Linked DNA regions of Hordeum vulgare: regions 1 and 3 are each linked to region 2. The links are chromatin contacts, called in public Hi-C maps. All regions are on one chromosome and are shown on one strand. The core of a region is the stretch at or near the end of the contact, and the rest is flanking DNA. Distances in the headings are between cores, read along the strand shown. Region 1 holds the start of LOC123427245 (transcription factor MYB4-like). Region 2 holds the start of LOC123427247 (protein root UVB sensitive 2, chloroplastic). Region 3 holds the start of LOC123427244.

Region 1 (4,100 bases), core at 859-3,358, 160 kb before region 2:
GCAGCTGAGCACACGCGGCGAGTGAGTAATCGATTAGTTCTGATTAACCAAATGAGAAAAGCGGACAGACAGACTCCATTTCAGATAAACTCCATGATAGTACAGAGAATGCATCGGTTCCGATCACTGAACACTGATCTCTCATCATCATCCTTCTATACAACAAGGTAAATGACTAACCAAAATGGATCGAAGAAAGCTACCCGGCGCATGATCAGCGTTCTTGCTGGCTGGCTACTGGTTTCCTCCACGGGGCGGGCCGGAAACTCTTTCCTGTTAGCAATCCCTCCGATGCAGCGAAGATGGCGCACGCAGATGTAGAGAGAGAGAGAAAAAGAACGATCAAATCATCTCATCAGGAGCCTAAATCTGTGGCAAGTCTAGCGCGCCGTCATGGTTGTTGTTGTCGTCGCTGCCGCTGCCGCTGCCGCCGCCGCCCTCCATGAACAGTCTGAGCCAGTAGTCCATGTCGCCGTCGGGCTTGCCAAACGCGTCGTGGGGCTCCATGCAGACGTCGTTGAGGTCGTCCAGCGGCATGGACAGCGTCTCCGACCAGAAGCTCTCGTCGATCTGGAACTCCTCCGACTCCTCGGACGAGGTGAAGCACTCCTCCTTGACGGACGCGGACGCGGACGCGGAGCTGCTCCCCGAGTTGCCGTGCTGCTCCGCCGCCGCCGAGGCGGTCGACGTCGACTCGGTGACCGTGGATGAGACGGAGCGCTCGGGCGAGGACACGGGCGCCGCCGCCGCCGCCCTGGCGGTCAGCGCGTTGAGGTTCCTCATCTTGACCTTGCCGTCGCGCTTCCTCGGCGCCGCCGCCGCCGCCGGCTTCTTGCGCTTCTTGGCGACGCCGGCCTCCTCGTGCTGCTCCTGCGCGCTGGGGTCGAGCCGCTTCTTGAGGTGGGTGTGCCACACGTTCTTGATCTCGTTGTCCGTCCTCCCCGGCAGCCTGGCGGCAATCGCGGACCATCTGCGCGCAAGCAAACAACAACACGGATCGAATCCAATCAGCGCGTAGTTCTTGACAGATTGACAAGATGAATTCGGCGACGTTTAATAAATCCGATCGCGACGTGATCTGAAACCGCAGCGCCGCCCCTAGTTTAATGCCGGCACTGAAATCAAGAAGGCGCCCGTGGCCGGAGCGGCCAAACAAGACGGAATCTTTCAAGATCTCGCGCATCACCGGTGATGCAATTAGCCATAATACTATAACAAAGGTGGCCTACACTACTATACGATGCACTTGAGATTTTTATCTTTGTAGTATAATATATATATATATGTGTGTGCGCGCGCGCGCGCGGAGGTGGGACCCGTGATGATAACATATTGTAATTCGGCCCCGAAAAGAAAAGGGGAATAAACCTGTCTGTTTTGCAATTGAAGCAAAGCAACAATGATTGCCACCATTTTTGCGGAACAGTGAAGATGTGATGGAGGAGGAAGACGACAAGGGGTAAAGGGTGGGGAGGGGGGGAGGGGCACCTGTTGCCGAGCAGCTGGTGCAGCTGGATGATTGACTGCTCCTCCTCGTCGGAGAAGTTGCCGCGCTTGATGTCCGGCCGCAGGTAGTTGATCCACCGGAGCCGGCAGCTCTTGCCGCACCGCAGAAGCCCTGAAACCAGCACAGATCTTTAGCGCCGCCGCGCGCGCGAGAGAGAGAGAGAGAGAGAGAGAGAAGAAAGGACGCCTGAGATGCGTTTGATATATGGACGGACGGCGGGACTCACCGGCTTGCTTGGGCAGCGCGCGCCAGTTGCCGTGGCCGTGGCTGTGGATGTGTGCGACCAGGATCTTGTCCTCCTCCGGCGTCCAGGGCCCCCTCTTCAGGCCCATCTTCTCGCAGCACGGCGCCCTCCCCATCTTCTCGATCCGGATGCGTGCGCGCGTGCGTGCTGGATGCGCGAGTCCCCTCTGTGCCTGTCTTTGACTCTTTGGGGGAGAAGAGAAGAAGGGAGCACGGGCACGGCTAGCCTGGCCGGGGTGCCTGTGGATGCCGCGGAGTAATGGCGGAGTCGCGGGGGGTGTCCGGGTATTTAATGCCCGGCTGTGGGGGCGCCCTGCTCTGCTCTGCTGAAACGTTTTTCAGAGGCCCAATTCTGGTTTCTCGTGTTGTGCCATGGCAACTTCGCCGAAGGAACCCACCAAAGGTGGCCGTGGCTAAACTAAACTAGACCAGCATGAGGCGCAATTGTTCCTCCACTCTCCCGTTTACTGTGATTTTTTAGACTACTTTTACTCTCTATACTTTTCTTCCGTTTCATTCGCTTTGGAGGGGGTGGTGTCTACTCCTGATACTAAGAAAGTTGTGATGGTGGAAATCTGGGAGGATGCGCCGGAAGATTTTCAGGAAAAGATTTACTTGCTCCATGAATGGTCAATGCTCAGGGTATGCTACATCGGTGAATCAACGTCATGATGCAGATACGGCCGTATTTAGGAGTGGCGGATTTTGACCGATAGTAAATGCGTTGCGTATCAATCCTCAACCTCGACGTGGATTATCATGTTATTTGTGAATACTATACTGCTATCCGATGGTGACTTCACGAATCGGGAGGCGCGATCGTAACGGAGATGAACTCTCTCGCGTTGACTGTTGTTGTGTAGTATACTTGTGAGTGTGTGTGTGTCGACCACTCTACCGGCTTGCTAGCTGCGGTACTTGTACGCATCTTGCGCAAGTGTGACATTTCACCCCCAAAATTTACACGTGGTTGTGTTTTATTGCCAATGAAATACGCATGGTTCTTTTATGGCAATGACGTGTCGAATATGATTTGTGGTAATTTTAGTAAATCATCTTTTTCATTCATTGGGAATATTAATGTCTGGGATTCATAAAGATGGGACAATTACTAGATTACGAGTCTGAAAACCATAGAAATGAAATAGTACAATGAAAAAAAAAAACACATTGCTAAGTGGGTACAAATGTTTTTTTCTTCTAACATGTTGAGAGTAAACATTGGGAGCAAAAGGTTCAAGTTAGAACTTATAATTACACATGAGGTTAGATTGAAGCAAATGGTTCAATTGTTTGTAGAGCATAAGTTGTAGATAGATAGAAGAATTTGCATCATTTTGTTTCGTGTCTTCACCATTATTATTATGGGTTTTTTATTTCACCATTTTTTTTGCTAGAAACCCTCATAACTGGACACAACGGACGTTGCCGTCGGGTCAAAGGCTTGACCGTTAACTCTGACTAATGAGGCCACGCTGGACTGTGTCGTCCGTTCGACCTGACAAGTGGGGCCGCGTTGGGTGGTGTCGGTGTTCAACCGTTGGGTCGTCCCTTGCATTAAACGTATGCGCGCGCCGCGAGGACAGAAGCCAGCTATGCATGCACCCAGCAAACCTTGCGTGCATTCGTCGATCGAGCCTGCATGCGCCGATGCCACGATCCCACGACGCGCCGACCGAACCTGCATGCGCCGATGCGTCCGCCACGATGCACTGACCGAGCAGCTTTCTTGCACGCTAGCCGCCACGGATGGATGGTCACTGTCGTTGGTTCCTCTCTTCTAGCTAGGTGGCTACATATTTGTGGCTTGTGTAAAAAAAGAGCCACTCCCTTGCTTAGTTGTACTCATTCATCCCTACTAACAAAGCTTGCTTGCATGCACTAGGTGGTTACTAACAAGGGAACCCTACTAACAAGCCGAGCTCTCTAAGAAAATAATCAACAAATATGTAGTCCCAATATGTAGATGGGTTCCCTATGTAGATAGGGCCAACAAGCCCATAGCACGATCACATAGCTCAAACTAGGAAGAACTTAATAATAGAATAGATAGAAAACTTAATAATAGAATTTAAGAAAAGGGCCAACAAGCCCATAGCAACTCCAACATACTTCAATTACAACTTAACATAACATAGGCTAAAAAAAGATAGAGGGTTGAGAACCCTAGCCGCCGCCTTCTACCCTTGCTCCTCCTTAGGGCGCCCTTTTCACCGCTCCTCCGGGGCGTTGTCGATGGGGTACGGAAGAGTGTGCATGCGCGTCGCGGTGGGGAATGTGTTGTTGTACTCCGTGAACCTGTTGTGGGTGGTGAAAGCGATGAAATCGGAGCCACACCAAAACACCTGGC
Region 2 (4,290 bases), core at 324-2,823:
CAACTTATCATGTGCCATCCTGTTATCCTGGACAAGTTTAACCTACAGGAAAATAGGAGCCATAACTTATACAATAACAGAGAATTTACACTCAACTATACAATTAACATGAAAGTAACGTTCCAGTACTTTTACTAGAGAATTATGCTTACTCATACTGAGATTTTTAGTTATCTAGGTAAGCAGTATACATTTCGAGGCCAATTGCTGCTTGTGAAAGCTTACATTAGTAAATCTACGAAGTGCAAGAAGAGGATAAAAGTTGTCGCTGGTGCAGAAACTCAAACAACAATTTTCAAGGTTGCTAGTCCATTTGTATTATTAGAACAAAGGGTCATACGAATATACGATGTATAACATGTCCCATCAATTACACAATCACGCGGCAAGGGTATGTCATTGTATTCAAAATGGAAATAGAGATTTTTGGATTGAGATGGATGATTCATGATTGTGCTTGGAGTTACGAGTGTTTAAACTCGACTTCTCATCTCATATGTGATGTGCCAGTTGTATTACAACCTTGTTGAAGATCTGGTGATTCTACCTGAAGAGTTTTTTCTTTTTTTTGAACTTTTCACCGGGGGAGGAGGGGAAAGCCCCTCAACCACCTGAATATATTACGTAAAGGAAATCTACCTGAAGAGTTAAATGAATAGATATCGCTGTTAAGAACAACCGAGATCTTCTCTGCCCTGTCCTCTCACTTGACCCAGGGAGAGGCTGCATCCCACCTTTGGTAGCTCTTTAGGTTTTCCACTAATTAGCGATATTTAATAAAATGGAATAAATTCTTCACGATAGATTCTTTGAAAAGATAACCCTTACCCCTGGGTAAACATAGAAAGCAAATTGAAATAACACTCAGGACAAAGATGAACTAGTGCTACAAATTAGATACTGTGCTATTGTATAAACTGAAGCATCCTAGCAGTGTAGTTATCGTTTATACTACCTTCTTCGAGCGAGTTAGCTCCAAGATTCATTGTTTATCTGGGCACTGCTGAAATTGCAGTAGGTCGATAATAACTGTTTAAAGTTCAGAAGTGACAACAAGGTCGAACAGGCACATTGCTATTCTCACACCAAGTCAATTTTACCATTTGAGATGCCAGATAAAACTAGAAATCACAAGGGGAAAATGTACTCCTAGAAGGCTTACAGATACGCCCCCGCCCCCGCCGGCGTCGAAGCTGCAGAGCCGCGAGACGGACTCTGAAATCTCCACCCAGGACTCCGGCTTCCGGGGCGTCTCCATCCCGGCCGGTTTGTCGCCGCCTCCGCGAATTTTCTCCTGCGGAAGATAAGAGAGGAAATCAACCGGGGGGGAACTGCGGCGCATGGGGAGTAGGGATAAATGATTGCGAGGTAAGGTTGCCGCGCTTACGAGTATGTCCATGGGGGCGCGACGCCGTGAGGACTCGCCTCGTCTTCCTCCTTTGGGCCGGCCGGTTAGACCGAGACGGCGGCCGGCTGCCGGCGGCGAGGCGGCAGCGGGAAGGGATGTGGGTTAGCCGGTCGCTGAGGGCGGGGACTCCAACTCCTCTTCGGTCGCATGCGTCGCCGTGTGAGTTTTTCTTGTTCTTCAGAGGAGGCCGTGAACTGCTTCTGCAGCGAAAGCGGGCCGAATGGGCTGGGAGGCCGAGCCTGATGGCCCAGCTATGGCCCACTAAGGCTCGTTTCCTCGATCCAGCATCGACGACCGCCGTATGAGCCGCCCTGACAAGTCCAAACCGGATGAACTCATTTGACTGACCGAACACATCTCCATCACCATCGCCATGGGAAGATCACAATAGCACCGGACAAGCCAGAGAGCCGATCCCGAGCAGCTCCGCTCCGAAGGCGAGATCCCGCGCGGGCCGAAGGCGAGGCCCCGATGGGATCGTCGCCGTCCGGGCTGCCCCTGCTGGCCGCCCTCGTCGCGGCGGCGCTGCTCGCCGGCGCGGCCGCGGCCGCGGCGACGGAGGAGGCATACGTCACGCTGCTCTACGGCGACGAGTTCGTCCTCGGCGTGCGCGTCCTGGGCAAGTCCATCCGCGACACCGGCACGCGGCGCGACATGGTCGTGCTCGTCTCCGACGGCGTCTCCGAGTACTCGCGGGGGCTCCTCGAGGTTTGCGGAATGATAAACCCACCCCCACCAATTTACCGGTAGCTTAAGTGTGCTTCCGTGAAGTAGTAGCAGCTTTGGCTCAGAGCTGCGTGGGGTTCAAGTTAAAATTTTGTTGAAACTGAGAGGCAGGAGGAGTTTATGGGTGCTCGTTGCGATCTCAGCGCACAAAATGCATCATGGGTTCTGATAGATTCGTGCAGAATGGTTTGGACCTGGATGAAAGTTTTTTCATTATAGACTGTATTAGTTCAGAAGATTCCTCAAGAAATCACCTGAGAAGATGCCACACAACAATGAACATTATTTGTTAATCTTTTTACCTGCAAAGTTGCTTCCATGTATGTTCCAAACGAATCCGTATTGAATCTAACATTAGATACATTCTAGGCTGATGGTTGGATCGTGAATCGTATAACTTTACTGGCTAATCCTAACCAAGTGAGACCAACGAGGTTTTGGGGTGTCTACACAAAGCTAAAGATATTCAACATGACAAGCTACAAAAAAGGTAAGTTTGGGTAATAATTTAAGCAATTTTGCTTCTTTATTTCCGCCATCAAGTCCATCTGTTTCAAAATGATAATTATATTACTAAACTCTACTCTGAACTGAATGAGCAGGGCTACAGCCATCTATTTTGAAACAACAATAATATTTTTTGTTCTTCAAAAGTATTTATTTTTCTGACATCTCTTTCGTCTCATAATTTTGTGTTACTATTCTAAAAGGTTGTTGTTCTCCCAGTTGTTTATCTTGATGCAGATACTGTAGTTGTAAAAAGTATCGAGGATGTTTTCAAGTGTGGGAAGTTCTGTGGGAACTTGAAGCATTCTGAAAGAATGAATTCTGGAGTGATGGTTGTGGAGCCATCTGAAACTGTTTTCAAGGATATGATTAGCCAAGTAGACCGATTGCCTTCCTACACTGGAGGTCAATGCACTTCTTTTCCTATTATATTCAGGCAATTGTTTGGAGAACACAAGCCGATTGGCTGTGAACAGTTTGCTCGCAACTATTAAATTTTGGTGCATGCTAGTCAATATAATAAAAGAATTCTTGTGCAATAAACTTGAAACCCACCGTGTTTACGTAAATGGAAGAGACTAATTATATAAGATTTTTTTTTCATACGGGTTAAGTTTTTAGAGACTTTGCTCTCACACTTTCAAAATGTAAAGTAAACAATTATTCTCTTCAGTGTGTTAATTTTCATAGACTTGACATGTTAGTGCATGTAGACAGAAGTTATTTCATAATAGACAGTTGCACATCCACCACCTTGCAATCACACCTGAAAATTTTCAGCCCTCAGCTCTCTTTGGCCTGTTTTGACCAGCGTTTGTGATGATTTGTTAGTCTTTTGCATGCATTGTCAGGTCCTCTTTTCAAGTTTAGAGTGGCAACACCAGGGCAATCCTCCCATCCTCTGCAAAAAATCCCAACTTGCAGTTCATACACACCATCAATACTTTCAGGTGTTAACAGCTTGTGGCTGCAGAACCTGCTCGTAGAGTAGACACATCTTCTTATGATTCCTCGTCATGCTCAATGTCATGGACACTACTACCTCCCTCAACCCCCTCAATATCAAAACCTGTTCCCTTGCTGGGTATGTTCAAGATAGAGGAGGGCCATACGATAATCGTGGAAAATAATCTATGGAAACTTATTCCAACAGTATATATTTGCAACAGCTCGACACTTCCATGGTTTTGGGAGGATATATATGATGCCGAGTTGGAAGTTATTTTGGTCCTTTGATGATTATATTTAGCATTGTTGTTGATTTTATACGCTGTACTTAATAGGGATGTTGAATTAATCAATGCAGGGGATCAAGGTTTTCTTAATTCGTATTATGCTGATTTTGCTAACTCCCGCGTATATGAGCCAGACTCACCTTTAACACCTGAACCAGAGACACAGCGCCTTTCTACCTTGTATAATGCTGATGTTGGTCTTTACATGCTAGCTAACAAGGTAATATTCTTTATGTGCACTGATAATGCCTAACATGTTGGTATTTATCTGACTAAATTATGACCTTTTTGCAAACTTGATACTGCATGTGCCTCATCTTATGTTCTATGTAAAAAACTTATGCCATTTAACACTGTGTTCCATGTTATTTAAACCTTGTCCCTGCAAAGAAATAGATTCCAGTAAGGTATGCA
Region 3 (4,475 bases), core at 1,330-3,829, 240 kb before region 2:
GTTGAAAAATACATGAAAGTGGTGCTCTAACTTGTGCGGCTGTGCAAATACGGTGCCTCATACAGTATCCAGGCATATGCCTTGCCCGCATAGCGAGCCAGTATGATAGCGGCCCGCATGTCAGTGATCAGAAGCATTTTTTTACATCCAACCCCCTCAAATTTTATTTATTTACTCATAAATGTATCATATACGAATGCATACTGATGGGTCCAACCTGTCAGGTTTGGGTCCCGCATATTAGCGACACCAAGCACGGCTGTATGTGCAAATCATAGATACAATGCAATTTATAGTAATGATACAGTGCGAATTATTAAAGAAAAATAAGAAAGAAAAAAGGATCTGAAGGAGCTCACGTGTGCCACCCTTGCAATCTAGCCAATAAACCAAGCAAAAATTAATGTTTATTTAGAGCATCTAGTTGGAATTTTCCTAGGAATTTATTTATCTCACCCTCTAAAAGATGTAAACATTATTTCTCCATTTTAGGCATCACGTGGTGTTGTGCTTCGTGGTTATATTGTTCATCGAGGGACCTCTGCTAACCAACACACAAGACATCATTTGATGAATACATGAGATAATTTACTTAAACATTTTAGTAGCAAGGGAGATTTAGGGAATCTGCTGGTGCATTTGATTTTCTTTTTGCTTTTGAAACATGTTTCACGTGTATTATAAAATTATAAATTTATATTTGAAAGATGTTTATCATGCGTCCAAAAAAATGACAACATATACTTTTATAAATGTTGAACGTGCATTGGAAATGTTATTGTGTAAAACTGTTCTTACATTTCTACAAACACCTTTAAGATATTTTAATATATTTCTAAAATTAATATTATTACACACTAATTTCTAATACACATCAAACAGTTATATTGTCAATTTTTCTGTAATTGTGTATCTCAAAAACATAGTAATACAATGAAGATACACACTAATTGTCCGTGCTTGTGGTCCTGCATGAAGATACATAAATTTACAAAACAATTTTCAATATACGTTGAACTGTCTAAATCCACATAAATTTTTAAAAACGTTCACAATAACCTCTTAAAAGTACACAATAATGAAAATAGAATAGATATTTGAAATACACAATAATGACCTACCGATAATTACTGTATTTTTTATTTGTTAAAATTTACATATCATGAAAACTAAACAAGATCTCAATTTTTTCTATAAAAAATGTGGAAAATGTGTTGAATAAATGCAGAACGATACGTCAAATTGGTGTGTATATATTTCTAGTTAATACTACTATGTATAACTTAGTTTCGCCCGGTGACCAGCATTTTATTGCATTAAGCAGGAAGTCCCAGCTTTAAATTTTCATCTCAATAAAAATAAAAAATTACTCATTCACTTCCAGCCACTGACTCGTGGGCCGCCGACATGGTGGCACGCCACACGGGCAAGGCTTACACCCGAATACGGTATGAGGCACCGTATTTGCACGGTCGAACAAGTTAAAGCACCATTTTCATGTATTTTACAACTTTAGGCATCAAACTGACCGCATATGACAAGTTAAGGCACCCGTGATGTATTTAACTCTTTTAAATTTGTTCATAATATTATTTCTTTACGTTTTACTTTTAAATTTAGTTGATGACATCATGTCCAAACTTATCAATAATGCTATTTCTTCAAATTTGATTTTAGATTTTGGAATTAACAAATAAACTCAACTAAGTTGACTTGGGATCACATCTGATGTTCCAAATTGGTATTCTGAAAAACCCTATCCTCAATCGATTCATTGTTCAACATGTTGTTCGTTGTCTTGGAAGCTCATCGTTCATGGCAAATGACAATTGCTTGTCATGTTAAAATATAGAGCGTGCATCTATGAAGGGTCATGACACATGAGAATGCTTATCATATTAGAGATGTGTGCTTTTTCTTTATTGATTATTTCATTGTGATTTCGAAATGTGGCTCCACAAATAATAAGCTACTCAAGGCATGACCAATGCATAGCCTCACGGGATGACTCGTATGTCGCGAAAAATAGGTTTGAACGAGGAAGCATGAACCATTGCAGCAGACGGGTGCTTAGAAAAAGAAAGTATGATCCCGTATAAAAAGCTAAGAAAAGTTAAGATTGAAAAGTATAGGTGCATGTGTATTAGAGTTTTTATTATTATTTAATAAGTCTTAGTTTGCATTAAGAAAAATAATAATATAAATGCCTTAAACTATATTTTATTATGATATGTAATTATTGTACATACCGTAGTACTCCTACCTTATTTGTGGCAACCCTTTTGAGGCACGAGCATGTACGTTCATGGATAAAGCAGAACTCGCGTTTTTATCCGAAAAGAGACTTCCACTTGCTGATATTCTTACAGGAATGCTTTGGCCTGAGACTGAAGCTGTGGCAGGCTGGCCAAGGACTCCGTGTGCAATTTGCGCAGAGTAGAAGGTAGGCCACGAAAACATCACACGGAGGGCATGACAAGTAAATACAGCGGTCTCGCTTGGGTCCCCTTGCACGCCCATCCCGAGGGAGCGGAGCCTAGCAACAGCGCAGCGCAGCGTCGTGCTTTCAAAATTGGGCTCCATTTACTCCAAAAGCCTGCAGCAAGCAGACAAACAGAGAGAGAGAGACACAGAGAGAGAGAGAGAGAGAGATGGGTTCCATGCCGCTCATCCGTTCCATGGCCTGCATCCTCATCCTCCTGTGCTCGTCGCTCGGGGCAGCGAATGGGATGCATCGTAGAGCCGCCGGCGACGAGGGGGAGGCAGCGGGCAGCAGGGTCGCCGACGGCGCCCGCGGCGGCGCCAGGAGCGCGTGGCCCGGGTACCTCTACACCAGAGCGGTCGGGCGATGCACTCCCCAGTAAGCACTCGCTCCCCACTCCCCAGTTCTTGGATTTGGCTTCCCCTTGCAGAACTAGTAGTACATCTTTGTTTTCTTGATTCTTCTACTAGCACAACATTGGGTGGTCAGTGGTCACCACTCAGTCACTCTACTGTGCTAATTTGGTAGTACTACTTATTCAAGTTAGGTATGGAGTCTTAGGTAGTACTGTGCAGAAACTACGGAGATTGCAACGCGACTGTGACGAACGGTAGCATCTCCCTCTCTCTGAGGGGAGAGGAGTTCCAGTAATGTATGTAATTTTGAGGTTTACATTGTGACTGAAAAAAAGTGGCCACTTTTAGCGTCTGCGTAGATCTAAAAACGTTGGTTTCATCCTAAAAGGTCCAGCGGAATCTGCACTAGGTTGCAAGAATGGTGTGGTCTCTCTCTTGCGAGCCCACACAACCTTTAATCTGCTTTTATGGAATGAAATCCTTTGGCGTACGTGCAAGGCTAAAGCGTTCAATTTACGGTCCATGTAATGTTCCTGACAAGTTTTACAGTATCTTCTAGCTAATATCCAGGGTACATTTTGAGTCACTAGTTGTACCCGTATAGCCTGGGTAGCAGGGAAAAGTTGTCAACAAGCGAGTATTGTGGTACTCCACGATCCACAAGGCAGTTTATTTGAATATACATGGCAGTATTATCTGAATATTGACCTTGCTTCTGCTGAATATGCACACAGTAGTAGTGAATCAGCAAACTATCTTAACTACTGTGGTTCGAGTCCTGTGAACATCAAGAGTTCAAGACAAGTCACGTCCGTTTCATTCATTGCGTTCATGCAATTCCGTTTCGTCCTCGCCACGCTCTGCTTTGTTCAAGCTGTGCTCTTGTGGGTCAATGTGGCCTTTGTGCACTGTGGGGCAAGTGTGCATCCTATCGTGGCTTATGAGCAAACTTAAGCTACTTTCTTTGGTAGGGAAGGAAATATGATGCTCAAAAATCACCACATAGCATGTGGAATGCCCTCGTCTGAATAGAATTTCGAGTTCAGGGTTAACCGGCTCTTTTTACAAGTACTCCTAGTTTCTGAGTAGAGTAACAACACTGCAATGAGCCGTTGCCTTCCTTAATGTGGAACTCTGCATGCAGGTTCTGGAGCAGCGGGGCGGAGCAATGGCCGAACATCGTCCCCCAGGAAGCGGCGGTGTCCAAGGTGTTCGGGTCCAGGTCCATGGACAAGTACGGGCCGCGGCTGACCCTGCTGGAGGCCACGATGAGGACCGACGACGTGGGCAGCCCCTTCGTGAAGCTGGTGAAGCACGGCAGCGCGGCGCTCATCAACGCCTACACGAGGACGGGCTTCCCCTTCGACTCCTGGGAGGTGAAGGCGCTGCTGCTGGAGGCGCTCGTCTCCGAGGACGCCGCCGCCGCCCAGGCCGAGCGTTTCCAGCAGGCCAACGAGTCATGTGTCTGAAATTCTGAATCCTATCCTATCCTATCCTGGAAGGTGATGAATGCAGAATGGTAGCGCAGTGGCATCGCGTTCGTGGTAGGTCACCGCTTCTGTGACTTGGGTGGGAGATCTCAAGCAGTGTTCTTAGACGATGGATGTTTGAAATGGTGAAGTGTGGTTACTTGCACT

Evidence for each region. A called contact is a pair of places that touch in the nucleus more often than the background predicts.
Region 1: a Hi-C map of seedling shows a contact between it and region 2, with 3 times the contacts expected there. The contact joins the promoter of LOC123427245 here to the promoter of LOC123427247 in region 2. A contact is called at or near these places in 5 of 6 Hi-C or Micro-C datasets (leaf, seedling and an unstated tissue) and 1 of 1 datasets of contacts at active chromatin or transcription factors (embryo).
Region 3: a Hi-C map of seedling shows a contact between it and region 2, with 4 times the contacts expected there. The contact joins the promoter of LOC123427244 here to the promoter of LOC123427247 in region 2. A contact is called at or near these places in 2 of 6 Hi-C or Micro-C datasets (leaf and seedling).

Annotation. Positions count from the first base shown.
Region 1 is chr2H:559,661,900-559,665,999 of MorexV3_pseudomolecules_assembly, forward strand. LOC123427245 (transcription factor MYB4-like) reads right to left here and starts at 2,109. Exons shown (of 3, transcript XM_045111245.1): 1 at 1,734-2,109; 2 at 1,489-1,618; 3 at 53-970. The coding sequence starts at 1,866. The coding sequence ends at 364.
Region 2 is chr2H:559,827,058-559,831,347 of MorexV3_pseudomolecules_assembly, forward strand. LOC123427247 (protein root UVB sensitive 2, chloroplastic) reads right to left here and starts at 1,574. Exons shown (of 10, transcript XM_045111247.1): 1 at 1,388-1,574; 2 at 1,163-1,294; 3 at 1-42. The coding sequence starts at 1,399. LOC123427246 (inositol phosphorylceramide glucuronosyltransferase 1-like) reads left to right here and starts at 1,745. Exons shown (of 10, transcript XM_045111246.1): 1 at 1,745-2,116; 2 at 2,504-2,624; 3 at 2,861-3,046; 4 at 3,948-4,096. The coding sequence starts at 1,880.
Region 3 is chr2H:559,581,140-559,585,614 of MorexV3_pseudomolecules_assembly, forward strand. LOC123427244 reads left to right here and starts at 2,580. Exons shown (of 2, transcript XM_045111242.1): 1 at 2,580-2,860; 2 at 3,983-4,475. The coding sequence starts at 2,652. The coding sequence ends at 4,307.